Linked DNA regions of Mus musculus: region 1 is linked to region 2. The links are chromatin contacts, called in public Hi-C maps. All regions are on one chromosome and are shown on one strand. The core of a region is the stretch at or near the end of the contact, and the rest is flanking DNA. Distances in the headings are between cores, read along the strand shown.

The links. A called contact is a pair of places that touch in the nucleus more often than the background predicts.
Region 1: a Hi-C map of nephron progenitors shows a contact between it and region 2, with 2.1 times the contacts expected there. The contact joins the promoter of B3galt5 here to the promoter of Sh3bgr in region 2. A contact is called at or near these places in 2 of 484 Hi-C or Micro-C datasets (Sertoli cells and nephron progenitors), 5 of 115 datasets of contacts at active chromatin or transcription factors (the SCID.adh cell line, effector CD8 T cells, embryonic stem cells and 2 more) and 3 of 9 other capture datasets (adipose tissue, liver and pancreatic islet).

The regions. Positions count from the first base shown.
Region 1 is chr16:96,279,663-96,282,362 of GRCm38.p6, forward strand. It overlaps B3galt5 (UDP-Gal:betaGlcNAc beta 1,3-galactosyltransferase, polypeptide 5), which reads left to right and starts at 1,370. Exons shown (of 3, transcript NM_033149.3): 1 at 1,370-1,416.
Region 2 is chr16:96,199,049-96,201,748 of GRCm38.p6, forward strand. It overlaps Sh3bgr (SH3-binding domain glutamic acid-rich protein), which reads left to right and starts at 1,422. Exons shown (of 8, transcript NM_015825.2): 1 at 1,422-1,700. The coding sequence starts at 1,656.

The DNA of each region.
Region 1 (2,700 bases), core at 120-2,619, 81 kb after region 2:
CTGAGAAACTATGGGATAGGTAGGGATGGGATTGCTCAGAGGTCAGGTAGAGCCAGGAGGGAGAGGCAGATGTGGAGGGTAGTGGCCTTAGCCCTGAACCTGGAAGGAAGATTCAGCCCCCAGGCTGCAGGGGCCTCTGTACATCTTAGTTCTGCTTCTACATCAGTCCCTGGTTACCCTAGGAGACTGAGCTTCTTCATGAAGCCCTGCACAGAGTAGCAGCGTGGGAGTTTAATAATCACGGGTGTTGGCAGTGTATCACTTAAAGCCTTTCCTCTCCCGCAGTCCCCACAATCCATAGACCCTGCCCACCTTCTCTGAAAGGAGTCTATATCATTAGGGCCACGGATTCCAGTCGTTCTAATGTTTGCTCCACATTCCTAGCCCAGGAACGCATTTTTGTAAAAACAACAGCGTGCTAAACTGTAGGCAAACGAGAACCTTCATTGTTCTGAGAACATGGAAGACACGACCTTAAGGAAAATAAGCGACCTTCGCTTGCTTGGGATGAGAGCTGTGCATCTTCGGAGCTTCTCAAAGATTGTACTGTGCAGCTAGGGCTGAGGACCACTGAATTACAGCAGTATTCAACTGGTAAAAAACTGTGCAGTCTTGCACATATGGGCGCATAAATATATGGACATGTTTCAGGCCAGAGAAAGGTCTGGTGTCTTCTGCTATTCCAGCTAGTCTCTTTCCCTCGGTTCTACCAACGCATCCTTTCCCACTTGGTCTGTGTCAGAGAGCGGTACCCAGCACCAGCCTCTTAACTTTCCTGTGCCTCAATTTCCAAACCTGCAACACGGGAAAATGAATTGTACCCTTGTCACTGCCCAAGTAAATAGGATGCAGGCACATTCCCATGAGGTTCTTTGACCTTGCACAAACCTTTCTTATGAGAATTCTCGCCCTGCCTCACCCCCACCCCTGGAGCGTCGTGGTCTTTCGGTGGTCACTGGGTGTGGGAAATGCAGGACCCTGCGGTTTGGCCTGCACCGCCAGTAAATTCAAAGTTAACTTCAAGACTGTCCCCTGGGAGGGCTAGAGCGCACAGCCCGCAGCGGCCCTAGAGGAGCTGAGGATCTGCGCAAATGCTGGTGCCAGGGAAGATGCTCTGGCCAGCGCACTCGGGAGGCGGGACCTTGGCAGCCGGTTCCTGCTGCTTCTCCATAACGCAGCAGCTCGCTGCTCTGTGGTCCAGGGACCCAGGCTCTGACTAACCGGCCGCTGCTGCGCTGCGGGACTCAAGTGCACCTCCTCCCGCCGCCGCGCACCTATCACAGTCCCTAAGCGCATTGCCGCGCGCTCCTCCCACTTGCAAATGCCAGTCCAGCTTGCGGCTGCCCTGGCCTGGACAGAGCCTTCGGGCCGCCTGCGTCCCCTGCCCTGTCCCTTCTCAGCTCCAGCAGGACGACGGTAAGGAATTGCTGCGGGAGGCGGGGGCGCGGGGCGCAGGCACTAGAAACAGCAGGGCAGGCTGGCATCCATGTGTTCTTCCTGTAAAATTAAGGCAGAGATATCACGGAGCTTGATGAGAGCTTGGATTCACTGACAGAGACTTGTATATATACCACACCGAAGGAAGTTGTGCTTCTGGGTGGGTAGCAGCGCACATATAAATGAGGGTTACACATCGATGGACACAGCACAGGATTCAAAAGAATAGCTCGAGCTAGAGAAAATAACATCAATCAAGTCAAATTCTAAAGCCAACTCCGAAGCATCCTGCTGCAGCAGCTCCTGCAGTGTGTGGGCCCAGGGCTGAGAACAAGAAAGAAAAAAGCCTTCTTCTCAGCCAGGGGTGACAGTCAGGGATGACAGCCAGGGGCTGACTTCCTGGGGTGTTCTTCTGTTCATGGGAGTGCCTTGGGCTTGATAATCAACATTTTCTTTGGTGGTGAGTTGTGGGTAGGGGTTAGATGCACTATGATATGTGTGTGTGTGTGTGTGTGTGTGTGTGTGTGTGTGTGTAGGTTTTAATGCGCTGGGGTCTGGGGAAAGGTTTTGCTCCAGTCAGTGTTGGGCTTTTATCCATTTTATAAATGTAGGAAATTCTTAGTTCATGGCTGAGTTATATGCATGTTTATTAAGCTCATTTGTGTATAATGAAAATTTTCAGTTAAATTATAGCTTTGGGCAAGGAATATAGCTTTAGTGATACAGTTGCCTCTGGACATGTGGGAGGCCCCAGCTCAATCTTCAGAACTGAACAAAACAAAACAAAACTGTCTGTGTTTAATTTGTCCGTCAGCCATCCATCCAGTCTTGTATATGCTCCGTCTAACTGTTCCATCTCTTCAGTGTCTTTTCTTTAAAACAAACCAACCAACCCACCCAGTTTGAGTAATGTGAGCATTTGGCTTCAAAGAGATCATGTCAGGATTGACTGTTTTCTGTCACCTTCGGTTTTTGTCTAATTAAAAACTAAAGTCTGATTTTTGAGGGAGAAGCTCAGGACAAGGTTGATGACACTGAGAAGTGACCCTGAGGAGCAGGTCCTACAAAGGAAGGACCAAAGGGGTCCTTCCCCCCGCCCAGCTTGACCCAGACAGTTGTTCCTTTCTGAATGTCCCTCTGAACAGATGGCCCTTTCTTGTTGGTTTTGGGCAGGCGCTCTGAATAAACCTGGGCATCTCTGAGTCATGAGATGGGTGAGATGTCCCAGCATGATGGTAAGTCTCCTTTCAGCAGGGTCTCCTT
Region 2 (2,700 bases), core at 172-2,671:
TTGTGTATTTTTTTCCTTCCGCCATATGTATATATGTGTGTGCATGTGTGTCTGAGTGTATGTGTGTGTATATATGTACATGGGTGTGTCTGTATGTCTTTGTGTATTTGTGTGTATGTCTGTATTTGTGTGTGTGAACATGTGTGTGTATATTCGTGCGTGTGCATATGTGTATTCATGTATATGTATGTATGTATATATATATATGTGTGTGTGTGTGTGTGTGTGTGTGCATGTGGCTGTGTGTATTAGTATGCCTGTGTTTTTACTGTGTGTATACATATGTATGTGTGTGCATGTGTCTGAGTGTATGTGTGTGTATTGTATTTGTGTGCATGTGTGTGTCTTTGTGTATTCATGTGTATATATGTGTGTGCATGTGATTGTGTATGTGTGTATTTGTGTGTGTGCATGTATGTATGTGCATATTTATGTGTATATGTGTGTGCATGTGTCTCTGTATGAGTGTGCATGTTTTTTTATTGTGTGCATATGTGTGCACACATGTGTGTTTATGTGTGTCTGTCTCTGTGTGTGAGTGTGTTTGTGTATTTTTTTCCTTCCGCCATAAAGTTCTAGGGTATATATGTGTGCATGTGTGTCTCTGTGTGTGTGTTGTGTGTATATGTGTGCACACATATGTGTGTCTGTGTGTCTGAGTGTGTATGTGTGATTTGCTTTTTTTCCTTTCACTATGAAGTTCTAGGGATGAAACTCAGGAAGGTGTTCGGGCTTGCAGGCCGTTATCCAGTGAGCCACCTCATGGGTCCTTGACCTTGCTTTGAAACCCATCAGCAGAGTCTGGGCTGCTAACATTTGGGCTTTTTTTTTTTTTTTTTTTTTTTACTAGTTTTGTACTCTGATTTTTTTTAAATGCAGTTCAAATCACCTGTATAAATAAGATGCTTTAGAGCTTGTTATAAACATCCCCATCTCCCAAAGCCTTTAAAATAGGGAGATTATTTCTAGATACAGTCATCGGCAGCCACCAGCTCTGAAGTGTCAGTGAAGTTTTACAGCACCCAACAGCTGGTGGAAGGAGAAAGCAGGAAACAGGCCACTCACAGAGGAATCTCCATCCTGTGACAGTTCGTTGGGTTTTTAAATAACCCTCTAGAAAACTTTAAATCAGGAAGCCGCGCTTCATTTAAGTGGCCAGTGCGGCTGTTTCAGTCTTCACAGTTCTGTGGTCTGTCCAAGGCCTGGTGAATCCAGCCTGGTTCTGGATAAGGTGACTTTTTCTGGGCTTTTCCCTAGGCTCTGGACAACTCGCTTCTTTTCCACACCCCACAGTTTCCAGAGCCCCGCCTCTTCTGCCCTAGGCACCTCTCCATGGGTCTGTGATTGGTGCGCTCCCGAGCTCTCAGCCTGGCCTTTTAGGGACTGTTGTTAGGCCTTTAAAGTGATAAGGGAAAGGGTCCAGTGGCTGCTTTTATCAGCCAATCGTTTTCCTGACATCCCAAACGGAGGGGGAAGCCCGGGATGCCTCCCCGTTGCTCTTTAGCCTCTTGGTTGGAGGGGAGGGCTGGGAGCAGAGGCTTGGATCACCGCCAGCCCTGACCTGGCACCTGCTCCCCCGGGCGTCACTGCGGGATTTGTCCAGCGACTTCCCTAGCAGGGGTGTGTTAGGGGGAGTCCTCTTTCCGACTGTCGAAATGGTTATCAAAGTGTTTGTTGCCACATCTTCTGGGTCCATAGCGGTAGGTGTCTGGGGCTCTGTGGGCTTTCTTCCTATGTGTTTTTCTGGATAACTCCTGGTTGGAGGCAGAAGGAGTGGGTATGCCCCGGCTTTTGGCCTTGAATGCTGTTTTTGTTTTTGTGTGGGAGTCAACTGCACACTGCGGTGAGCATGAGCGCCCTGCGCTTTTTTGCCTCTGTCTTCGTGATGTTGGAAAAAGTATGTGAGTGTGTAATCTGGCAGGTTGGCGTGAAAGGTGACTGGACGGGGGGAGTGTTTCATGCTCCTTTTAACCGGTGTTTTGTGCGCTGTTGGTAGTGCTGTGTAGTTTTAGCCATTTGGAATTTTTAGTGCTTTATCATTCATTCTGTAAGACGCAGGCTAAATCTTGGAGACAGATGACGGGTCAGGGAGAGATGAATCAGATCGTCCAAACGACCTCGGGGCACAATTACTCCTATATTTGAAATAGCTGGAAACATTAGAAGATAGTAGGTATGAGCTTATTATTTGTAGAAAATGATGTCACAATGACAGCAGCAAACCCATCTGAGGCCCACAGTTTTAAATGCTCTCCTATGTGAGGGCACCTAGAGTGTGAGCTAAAAGCCCAGCTCCATATGGCTTAGCTCGGATTGCTTGAGACCACCCACTCTCTGATTCCAGCCTGCATTTATGTAGACCCGCTGGTAGAAGAAATAAGAGCAATTTAGAGACTCAGTTCTAGGTCTAGGAATGAATTGTAGGAGACTGGCTTCAGGTGGACTCTAGTGTCTGTCTTGTGAAGGTTCTAGTCAGTACTTAGCAGAAATGAGGAAGGCTGTGGGAAGAAAACAGTCTATTAATTCCAAGAGTTAGAGACCAGAGAGGGGGCTGTTTCCTTTAATAGCTGTTCCGAAGGGTCTCAGGTTGCGGCTGGAATTCTGACAGTCACTCCGCAGAGATGTTTCCAGGCCCTGGCTAAGTACCAGCCCCAACCACAATTTGCTGAAGGCCACTACACCCAACCGCGGACAATCAGG